2 separate regions of the Mus musculus genome follow, and region 1 is linked to region 2. The links are chromatin contacts, called in public ChIA-PET maps. All regions are on one chromosome and are shown on one strand. The core of a region is the stretch at or near the end of the contact, and the rest is flanking DNA. Distances in the headings are between cores, read along the strand shown. Region 1 holds the start of Snx3 (sorting nexin 3). Region 2 holds the start of Scml4 (Scm polycomb group protein like 4).

Evidence for each region. ChIA-PET counts read pairs in DNA pulled down with a chosen protein or histone mark.
Region 1: a contact with region 2 is called in an RNA polymerase II ChIA-PET map of memory CD8 T cells, with 64 read pairs. The contact joins the promoter of Snx3 here to the promoter of Scml4 in region 2. A contact is called at or near these places in 2 of 115 datasets of contacts at active chromatin or transcription factors (CD8 T cells and memory CD8 T cells).

What each region holds. Positions count from the first base shown.
Region 1 is chr10:42,500,413-42,505,870 of GRCm38.p6, forward strand. Snx3 (sorting nexin 3) reads left to right here and starts at 1,642. Exons shown (of 4, transcript NM_017472.4): 1 at 1,642-2,080. The coding sequence starts at 1,919.
Region 2 is chr10:42,858,754-42,864,847 of GRCm38.p6, forward strand. It overlaps Scml4 (Scm polycomb group protein like 4), which reads left to right and starts at 1,759. Exons shown (of 9, transcript NM_172938.3): 1 at 1,759-2,100. It overlaps Gm34006 (a long non-coding RNA gene), which reads right to left. Exons shown (of 3, transcript XR_380280.4): 1 at 5,600-6,094; 2 at 5,238-5,325; 3 at 3,653-3,903.

The DNA of each region.
Region 1 (5,458 bases), core at 392-2,891, 360 kb before region 2:
AGCCTGGAGCTCCTTGTTTTGTAGTTCTCTACCCCAACTCACCCCACCCCAACCCAGGCTAAGAGTTTTCAAAACCTGAGTGACTCCCCTATCTCCTCACCCCACCCCACCCCACCCCACCTCACCCCCACAGTGTTGTAGTTACTGGTACTGCAAGTCTTGTTGTTGCATGAATTTGGGGGTCCAAACTCAGGTCCTCGTACTTGCACGACAAGCACTGTTAATCAGTAGCCCGTATCTCCAACTCTTTTCAGATCTGTATTCTCCTGTACTCTGGAAATAAACTAACTTTGGAACTTGCTAGCTTTATGGTTGTGCTACACTGCTGTTTTTGTAGGCTGACTTGAAGGGACTCTAAGGTCACGTGACGCTGCCTAGGCCACGTAATGGCTTTGTTCAGGTATTGGGTTGACAACCGGATGCACTAGCTCCTGGTATCCTGGTTCTTGGCACTCCCCTATCTTCCTGTCTCCCTTCAGCTTCCTGAGTCTTTCCCTGGTCCTTTTTTCCATTTTGTATAAAGGCTTCTCTAAGTAGCATTCCAAGTACAATTTGAGATTTACCGCTTAAAAACAAAACACATTTACCAGGATTTGTGGGAAACAAGAGTGGCCGCTTACCCAGACAGGGTTCCCGGCCTTCATCTTGTCTTTCTTATTTTGCTTTCTTATTTCAGGGGCCAGACCAGTCTTTAGGCACTGTTTGACCTTAGTTTGAGCTTATCAGGTTTAAAAAATTCCACTCCCTTATTTACTGCTTCGAATCTATCAGTGTAGAACAGGGTGACCTTGAAACTTCTGAGTCTCAGCCTTCTGAGTGCTGGCATTACATTATGCCGGGATTAATGTCCTTCTTGGGGACTGGACCCAGGACTTTATGAATCCTAGGCAATCAATCTACCAACTGAGTTACATCATCATTTTTTGTTTGTTTTTTGAGGGCTACTGTGTAGCCCTGGCTGTCAACTCACTCTGTAGACCAGTGGCCTAGAACTCAGAAATCCCGCCTGCCTCTGCCTCCACCACGCCTGGCTAAAAAGCCTTTTGTTTTGTTTTGGTTTTGTTTTGTGTTTTTTTCAAGACAGGGTTTCTCTGTATAGCCCTGGCTGTCCTGGAACTCACTTTGTAGACCAGGCTGGCCTCGAACTCAGAAACCCGCCTGCCTCTGCCTCCCAAGTGCTGGGATTAAAGGCCTGCGCCACCACCGCCCGGCTCTCCCTTGGTTTTTAAAGATAAGGTCTCATGTAGCCCAGGCTGGCCTCGAGCTCCTGATTCTCCGCTCTCCATTTGCCAAAGGTCAGGATTACAGATGTGTACTGATTCATTTGAGACGTTTATTAAAGGTTTCTAGAAATGAATTTCCAGGGATCACAGTGATGCACTGGATTGGCTGTCTTACAGCATAGGCAGTTTTGTCTCCTCCCTGCCGTCCCAACGACTGCCTTCACTGCGCCAGAACAGCTAAAATCGTTTCCGGAGTCCCTCCCCGCAGAGAAGCTGGGTCAGAAAAGCCGGAAACCCACACCTCCTCCCCAGAGCTCCCCTACTACGCCTGCGCGTCACTCGGCGGCGGCGCGCTCGCCCGAGGCATTGTGGTTATTGTAGTCTCCCCATATCCTTGGCGCCCACAGTCCCGTGACGCCGCCGCGCCTCAGCCCCACCCCGCAGTGTCCCTCGGGGCCGCCGCGGGGCCTGCGAACCGGGCGCGGCGTTCAGGCCAGTCAGCTGTTTCTCCCTGGGCAGAGGGCGGAAGCCCGAGCAGCCTGGGGCGGAGCTTCGCGCGGAACGAACGCCCACCCGTCCTACGTGCTCGTTCGTCTCCGTTCGCTGCGCGCGAGCCGGGAGTCCCCGCGGCGGGCGGCGGTGGCGTTGGCGGAAGGCGGTGGAGAGAAGCCCGCGGCTGCCGCGGCGACAGCGAAATGGCGGAGACGGTAGCGGACACCCGGCGGCTCATCACCAAGCCGCAGAATCTGAATGACGCCTACGGGCCGCCCAGCAACTTCCTCGAGATCGACGTGAGCAACCCGCAGACCGTGGGGGTCGGCCGGGGCCGCTTCACCACCTACGAGATCAGGGTCAAGGTGAGGCGTCCGCCCCTCTCCCGCATCCCTCGCTCCGGGGCCGCCAAGTCCCGCCGGACCCCGGCGCGGGGCCTTGAGGTCTCAGCGGCCGCCCAGGCCAGACGCCCCTGCGAGGCAGCTTGTCTGCGGGCGGAGGCGTGAGCCAGGGTTTCGCTCGCTCTCCGTGGACAGTTTGTATGGGGACCAGCTCGCTGGCTCCGGTAGAAGGTGCTGGAAGACGAGGGCGTGGGTTGAGCTCTGCTAGCCGAGATCTCAGGCAGCTGATCTGGGCTTGACATTTGAGTTGAAGAGGTAGATCTTTCGAGAACACTGTTCTCCGAAAAGAGAGCTAGGTGTGACTGAGGAAGAAAGGGGGAGGGGGGCGTGTGTGCGCAAAGTTGAAGCCCTCTCTCCCTCCCTGTCTCTTTTTTTTTTTTTTCCTGGACGCTTACCAAGACGTAGTGAAGCCAAGCTTAGCTGCTCTTTCCAGGCCTGTCTCAAGCTACAGTAAGAGTATCCTGGGCCGTACACGTCTGTGAGCAGAACTTGATGGCGAGTTCACGGGAGCGCGTCAGATTTTTGTGGTAGGGCTCAACCAAGCGGTTAGCAGCGATGAGAAATGGTTGACCTTAGCATGCTTGGCTGTCCTGCTGAAGGCCTAGGTGTGTGGAATGTCATCTTCCTCAGTGTCCAAAAAAGCAACTGCCCGGGACTAGGGAACCCTACTCATCTAAGTGTCTGGCTTTAGCTTTTTCACTTCAACTGAAAAAAGGAATAGGGTGAAGTAGAAACGTACTCTTAGAATCCCATAACTAATGGGGTTTTGGCAGTAAGTAATTTAGATGATTCGAGGGACACTAAATGAAAGTACTGCTTTTTTTACTCTGTAGAGCAGGATGGAAGGGTTTTTCCACATTTGAAAAAAAAACTTATTAAATTAATTCATTGCTAAAAATTAAATATTAAATAGTAACCATGAGAATTTTGGCCTTAGAGGACTCATGATCATTGTTAACATTAGCCTTTTTTTTTTTTTTTCGAGACAGGGTTTCTCTGTATAGCCCTGGCTGTCCTGGAACTCACTCTGTAGACCAGGCTGGCCTCGAACTCAGAAATCCGCCTGCCTCTGCCTCCCGAGTGCTGGGATTAAAGGCATGCGCCACCACGCCCAGCTTAACATTAGCTTTTATGTGAAGGAATTTCTTATTAAAGTAAGCACTTTTTGTGTGGTAAACAGAATTTGCCATCCTAGTCATTTTTAAGTTGTACGGCCCAGGAGTGCTGTATATATTTAGCTTGTGAAACTTACACACTTTTAAAGAATGGTTGAACTAATCAAACTTTTTTCCCCTATGAGATAGAATCTCATATGTAGGCTCCTGACTGGCCTTGAATTTACTATGTAGACCAGGCTGGCCCCAACTGCTGGAATTAAAAGTTGTGTGTCTCTCTGTCTTTGGATCATCAAACTTTTGAGATATTAAGCTTAAATGGCCTGGTTTTTCAGGCTACTCATTGAACTGTATAGATGTGTAAAACATGAGCCAAATTAGTATCTTGTTTTCTGAAGATTGCAAAATTCAGGCTTCCGTGGACCTAGGGAAATAAATTCTTACCCAAGCCTGTTTTAAAGGGGGATAATTTTCGGTGCTAGGGTGACAGCTCAGTGCTCAAGAACACTTAATTGATTTGGATTTGAGTTCAGTTCCCTGCACCCACATAACGTGGCTCACACACCTCTCACTGCAGGTTCAGGAGTTCCAATGCCCTCTTCTGGTCCCTTTGAGCACCTTCAGACACGTGGCACATAGACATTCATACTTTAAAAAAAAAAAAAACCTAATAAAATTTTTAAAAGGTGATTTTTTTTTTTCTTTTTAGCTTTGGGGATGATTTTTGTCATTAATATATGGCCTGTCACAAAAAAGAACTTCCTCTTTTGCCTTTATTCACCAGCATGTTTTTCCCTGTGTTAGCATGAAACTTGGTATTCCTGTTTCTGAACTTCCATGGCTACTGCTTCCTGTCCCAGTTGAGTTGGATCCGCCCTCACTTCCTCCACATAAGGAGAGTCAGTGCTTATCTTGCTGAGTAGTCGTTAAGGGATCCTAGTAGATGACTCTTTCCTAAAATACTCGAGCCTTTATTTCCAAAGAGTGAATATGACATTGGGATATAACTATGAACGAACGGCCTGGCTCCGGACGTAGAAAACAGTCCTTTTTAAGAGTGATTAGTGAGTTAGATAATTAAATAAACTGTATACTTACTCTGCTTTATTTTTTCTTGTTTCTTTTTTTTTCTTTTCTTTTTGGTTTTTCGAGACAGGGTTTCTCTGTGTAGCCCTGACTGTCCTTGAACTCACTCTGTAGACCAGGCTGGCCTCGAACTCAGAAATCCACCTGCCTCTGCCTCCCGAGTGCTGGGATTAAAGGTGTGTGCCACCACGCCCGGCTTATTTTTTATTATGAGGCAGTTGGTTGTATGTTAGTGAGTGTTGTATGTTAATTAGAAGTATGGTACCCAACAATAAAACATTGTTTTCTTTTTCTCTTCTTTCTTTTTTTCTTTCTTTCTTTTTCTTTCTTTCTTTTTTCTTTTTTTCTTTTCTTTTTTTTTTTTTTTTTTTTTTGTGTGTGTGTGGCTGGAGAGACAGCCATGGGTGCTGGGAACTAAACTCTTATATTTTTGGTTCTAAGCCTAGACTTTAATGGCTGAGCCATCTCTCCAGCCTCCAACAATAAAACATAATTGAGGTTCTAATGCTTAGAAAATGTTGGAGTTATTCTTAGTATATAATGTATTGACTGAGAGAAAACTCAGGACACCATGTAGTAAGACACTAGGCTTTACTTAAGCAGCATACGATATTTGTGAGTAATGATGATCTTGTATGAAGGTAGGATGGGTTGTAGCTCATGCCTTTAATCCCAGTACTTGAGTGGCAGAGGCAGGCAGGCTGGTCTGTGTAGTTCCAGGATAGGAGGGAAGGTAGAACAAATTTTGTTTATTGCTATTCTAAACTGTTGATACTCTCCCTCATTTCCACTGCTTGCCTTTCGCCATTGTATTTACCATGGAGGAAGCCATTTTATTTTTCAGAGTTTGGGCCTTTAAACTATCTTACAGTTAAACTCTAATTCTAGCCTTGAGAAAATGTTCAGTTTTATAGGGACTGATTGAAATTGCTCCAATTCACAGGGTAATTTCATCTAGATGGTGGCACTTTAGAATACAAGTTTCCCAATCTCCATTTATCTTTTCTCTTTGAGAACAGTGTTTAAGACTATTAGGATCTCTTGATTAGTATCTCTGGGCTTCTGAAAATAATTGGCACAGTGTTACTGTTTTTTTAAATTGTCGTAATGGGTAGGTACAGCAGCGAGCACTGTAAATGAT
Region 2 (6,094 bases), core at 509-3,008:
TGGCTGGCTTCTAATTTCTTTTCTCCTTCTCATCTTCTTCCTTAGGCTTCTTCTTTAAATGAACTAAGTTATAAGAAAGTACAGACACACCCCCTCCAAAACAAAACTTCCAAGACTGTATTTTCCTGAATGAACATCAAAACTCAACAGGTAAATAAAGGATGTGGATTCCTTCTTTTCCTTGTCTTCATTTTTACTTTTCCCCTTCAGTTTTATAACATATTTATTTCCAAAGGAAAAAACCCTCAATAGTTTAAATACGAGTCCAAAAGGGTTGCTGTAGGTCAGTGGCGAGCCATGATGCTGTCTTCGGCAGCTCACCGCCTCCCCTAAGGCCTCTTCCCATGAGGAGAGAGCTCTATGTCTCTTCCCATCTACGTTCCTTAACAGCGTGAGTCTGCACTTTGTTGTGAACGTGTTACTTTTCCATTTCTACATCATGAATTTCAGTCCAAAGCCAGTCCCATAACCCTAATAATTTCTACTTGGGCCAAACTGTCTGTATCTTTCATAAAATAGAAATTTATTGAGAGCTTCTATGGGCCAATCTTGTTTCACTAATCAGCCTTTGATTCCCTTGGATGTCAAAGGGGACACATACTACACTGTTGGTACAAATTTTTGACTCTTTATGGCACTTGGTAGGAATGGAGACTGCCATCCAAGCTGGGCCAGGCCCCGGCCAGCCTGGGAACCACCTTGGGGCAGAGGAGTCAGGGCTGTGGCAGGCAGCGGACCTAGGCAGAAAGGACACATGCCACCCAGGGAATTCCTTCTTTCTTAGTAAGGATAATGCTTTGACTTAAAAAAAACATCAATTTCCTGTATCTATTTAATTTGAGGGGACAAATTTACTTCACACTACATATGCATTCAAATTGTAGGTCCTTTTTAATTTTTCATACTCAGTAACTGGCTAAGCTGTGACCCAGACCTTCCAAATTAGTTTAATGTCAGTCCTGGCTACAAGCATGCTCCCTGTCCCTAAAAGCAAACCCGGTAGACAGCCTGTATTTGTAAACCAGGTATCTTATAAGACACACTTGAGACACATCCCATTTCCCCAGATGAGTCAAGTCAGCAGCAGAAAACCTCGACTCACTTTATAAAAAGAAGGGAGGAGAAAAGGCACCTTCTCTGGTGTAAACTGGTTTAGTGGACAGGCAGTGGGTATGGAGGAGAGACAGCAGCCCTTTCCCAGGCAGGTCCCAAGAGTGTTTGGGCATGGAGAAACACTTCCAGATGTGCACACACAGATGTGGATTAAACGTAGGATAGGCAGCTTTAGAGCTAACAGGTACAGCCACAGTGTGTCATCAGTACAGGTCCACACCTCTGACAACACACAGGCTTTCTGTTGGTATACCATTGTTCTTTCTTTCTTCTTCTTTTCCCCCCAAAGCCAAACATTAGCCTTGTCAGATCGTAACAGTCTTATAAGCCTGGTGTGGCCCTCACTGCTGCAAGACTGGGACAAAGAGATGATGTTACAGTCTGGTTTCTATGGCAACGGAGGAGGGGTAATGAAAACTGAAATGCAGGAAACACCCATTCTGACTATTGTGACATAATTCAGTTTCTTACAAGGAAGTAACTATCTAAGAAGCAGAAGTATCATTACCTGGCGGCTGCTGTTCACAAAAAGCTGTGCTGTGTATTTCTCTTAGCTGGTCTGTCTGTACAGAGGAAAGAAATAACACACACACACACACACACACACACACACACACACACACACACACACACACACAGAGTCCTCGCTTTCTGCATGTAAAATGTGTGTGTGTTCTTTAGAAGCCAGCGGTTGGCTGGTTTTCCGGACATGATGTGGTTGAAGCTGTCATCGTAATGGAAATTCACTGCTGTAGCTATGGTAAATCGAGTGTTCTGCCTGTACTGAATGCATTAGTCTAATGAGATGTTTGCAGCGGCGGCGAGCTGGGCTGCTGGCGACTAGCTGTGAGGCAGGCGTAGCACACGGGTGGAAGATAGCTTGTGCCATACTCGCAGTGTGTGTGCAGGAAGTCACCTGTCTTCTAAGCCACCACTCCAGACCTCAGCAAGCAACACCCTGGTCAGGGCTCTGTGACCAAGCTGTAGGTAAGGGAGACGCATGCTGGCGGGTGTGCTGTGGTACATTGTATGGCTCCTTCTCTTTGGGCTGGCGGCACAACAGGTTACCTGCTTTAGTTTATTTGGGAGGGTTTGCATGCCTGCCTCTCTGGCAATGCACGAGTGTCTGGTGCTAAAACTACTGAGCCCGGTGGGTAAACTTCGGATCCTAACATGCAAAATATAATGTTTGATTTTTTTTAACTATATATCAAAGGGAGATTTAAAGTAAAAACACAGTTTATAACCATTTTTGACATGTATACACTTAACCTCTCTTTAAGTCTATATGTAAATATGTGCAAATTTTTTATTATTTCAAACATGAATATGGTTTTTTTCCTAATAATAATTTTGTCTTATTTTGTATTATTAATTTAAAATTTGTAGTATGGATTAGGTTACAAATATTTACCTAAAATTGATTATTAAAATTGGCTGTGATATAAGCACTCATCAAAGCATTTGTTTTCAAATTGAATTTTATTTACTTGTGTTGAATGCTGCAGATGGGATATTTCATGTGTTTTTGTTGGTTGCTGATGTACCAGTCATAGATAAGGAGAGTATTAATTGTTTGCAAGTTCCTGCTATTAGTTTTTTTAGGAGGAAATAACTAACAGGTTAGTATGGAATGTTTGGAGTTTCCCCAAGTTCAAAGACAAAGTCACCTCCTCCCCTCACACAGTCCTATGTGACCCCAAATAGCTTCCACTCATTCTGCCTGCAGCCCCGGGTGTCGTCTACAGGTTGCTCTGCGGATGGACAGGACCAGTGGGTATGGCTGCTGAGTTAGCAGTTTTCACTCATCATTGATGCGCTTGAGTCTAAGTTCTTGCCGTTATTTTCGACAATAAGCCAGAGGTGGCGGCTTGCTGTGTTGTCTTTCTAGGGTCATGACATTTCTCAAGAGGGCTAGGACCATCAGCAGCTCTCTGAGAAATGGGGCTTTGTAGCTGGGATGCTTGAAAAGTGATCCAGATGTGGTTGTTGTGTGTTCCATGTTTTTAATTCCTTTCTCAACTAAGGAACATTTTTTTTTGAAGGGTAAGAGACATAGATGTCTTTCCCTCCTCAAGACTTTTTTCTCATTAAGAACAAAACAAAACGGAATGTCTGGAGAACATGTAGAAGTATGGAGATGGCTGTAGAGGAGAAGGTGCCTGATTTAGACAGTATTTTATGGAACATTTTGTGTGCTTGTTGCTTGGTAGAAGTGGCTCAGTCGATCTGAGTAACAGCTACTGGGTGGCAATTACCTAGAAAACTAGCACTGCGTAGCATCAAAATGCAGCTAAAATGTAAACATTGATGCCCCGTGCAGAGAAGCCGCTTGGTAGCTTTACAGTCTACCTTTAAAATATAGCTGTCAACTACTATTAAAACATGAATGTGTTTCTCTCACTCTTAACATTGTGACTGTGTGTGTGTGTAGAAACCTTCTCCAAATCTGCCTGTCTGATTTGTGTCATAAGAGGAAACACAGATCCAACAAAATCCCAAATCTTAGTTGTTTTACCACATTTAAATGTCTTACCCGTGTCACCAAAATTACTTTTATTTCCTTAAAAGCTATATATGAGCAATAACGAGACAGGAAGAACGAGCGGGCAAGCTCGGCTTTCATCTGCACAGTTCTTCTGCGGCTGCTGTTCTCTGCTAGAGCAACAGTAGTTTCACTTTCTGCTTCTCTTCTCGTTGTGGGGCTGAAGGTTGGAGGTCATAGGCGATCTAGGAAACAAGCCAAACTCAAAGGTTGTCACCTCAGCTCCTCCGCTTTGATCTTGCCAACTGAAAAAAACCCAAGGACTTTTAATATATTCAATACTGCTTGCGTGTGATAAAAATTTGAACAATACCCTGAAGGACAAAGACAGAAGTTTTAATATTTTTTTGACTAGATGGTTGGAAAATCATGACCAGATTGCCTTAAACCTTTCATAACATAGTAGTTTTTATTTGTTTCTTTTAATCTTAATGTTACATCTCGAATGCTTAACTGCAATAAATTTAAGGAAACATAACAAGGAATGCTCACTGAAGAATAGCTTTTCTGTTGGAAAGCGGGGTGTGGAACACAAAATTCAGAGTGTTTCTTAGGTCTTATCTGCAGTTTTTCTGGAGCCAAGGGCATACCACACACACATGTACACACCCCTTGTGCCGCACACTTTAGAACAAGCAGCTACCTCTGAAAGTTTCAGCACCTCATGACCTCTGGGTAGCTGGCTCGGTGCTCCTTAGAGATCAGAATTCTAGCTTCCTCCTGTTTCATATTCTTAGATTTGATTTGAGAATGGATTTGGGATGAGGAGGAAGACAGATCCCTTTCCCACCAGGGAAGAGTAAAATCGTTTTCCTGTTTCAGGAGTGATGTTCATGAGAACAGGTGCCTGTCAGGTGTGAGCACACAGACTTCCTTCTATTGATGGGCAAATTCAGTGTTTCTGAGAAAACTTTAAAAAAAAAAAAAGTTTGGATATTTTATGTCTTAATCCCGAAGTCTCCCAAGAGACTTTGAGATTCACGCGTTTCTCCTTTTAAAATGTTTTTGTTGCTTTCAGAGACAGGTGAGGAGAGTCGGGGGGATCTAAATGGTCCCTAGGATGAGGAAAAATCAGGTGGTTTGGTACAAATATAAAGTTATAGAAGCCGCCAGGGTGTCTAGTAAATTACTCTAAATTTTAATTAATGAGACACAAAAGCCATACTACAAGCTTTAAAAATTACCCTTTCATCAATAAGGTGATAATTAACTTTCTCTAGAATTAGCCATTCTCCGAGCCCCGGGCAGTATGCCGCCTGCTAAGTTCGTTGGCATACTGCCAATTTTTAACAATTGGTCTCTTGGCAAAGCTAGTGATTTTTAATTCAAATATCTATTGTGGCATTTTCAGTTGTGGCTCAAAGACCAGTAAGATCACTCAAATCCTGGCGAAATCTCTGAGACCCAGAGTAGCTCGGAATATTTGGGTCGCATTAGAATTAGTTACTTTCTCTTTCTTCGTTTTCCCGTTTCTTCCTTTCCCTCGGCAAACCCCAGTCTTCTGGCTGGACGCCATGGTGATGAATTATGGTTTGCGAGCCTGTGCACAGCCCCCGGGCTTCATTCATGTTGCGCTTACCTCGGTTTCAGTTCTAGAGAGCCGGTGTGTCCCCTATATTCCTGCAAGCTTGCGGGTGGATCAGCAGATGCAAAGACCTAGGTGGAGACTTGGGGAGGGGGTGGGGGGTAGGCAGGAGGGACGCAGGTCGGAAACCTTTTCCGTTGCGCCCAGAGGGTTGCAATTTGGCTGATTTACCCATAGTGATGGCTACTGGGTGTAGGAGTCAGCCCTCCACATCTCAGGGGAGCCGCCAGCAATACCGCACGCACCCACGCACGCATGCACGCACATGCATGCGCACGCATATGCACACTTTTTTGGTCAGGCTGGGATGTTAGTGTGTAGGTCTAGACAGTCAGTTCCCACGGCGACAAAAGTACCTTCAGTCAGGTGAACCTTTTGGAATAGATCAGCTCCCTGCATCCACGAGGAGCTCTTCAGCCACAGCTAAGGAGACAGCACTCTTCACGTTGTGGGGTGGTTACAGCTTGGGTTAATCTGAGAAGAAAGGTATTTTTCACCCAGGGGCAGTCCTGAGTTTGTACTAAACTAAAAAAAAGTCATTCCACAGAGTCCTGGTGTCACCCTGAAGCCAGGGGAGGCAGGGCTCTCTGTTGTTTCTTCTCTTCTCCCTGGCTGCTGCAGTGTCGCAGGAATCTGGTGCTGCAGACCTACGGCTACCTCTCAACTCTGCAGTTCCTCAGCCGCCATCTTTCAGAAAGTTTCCCTTATGAAGTACATGAGTGAGAGTGATGTTTTGGCCGCTACATTTATAGATGAGGTAACTGGACTCTGCTGCGCTGTTGTGAGGTTTTGGGAATCTGTGCATTCCTACTGCCAGAGGCAGAGAACAAGGACCAGCCTCGCTTTCTGCA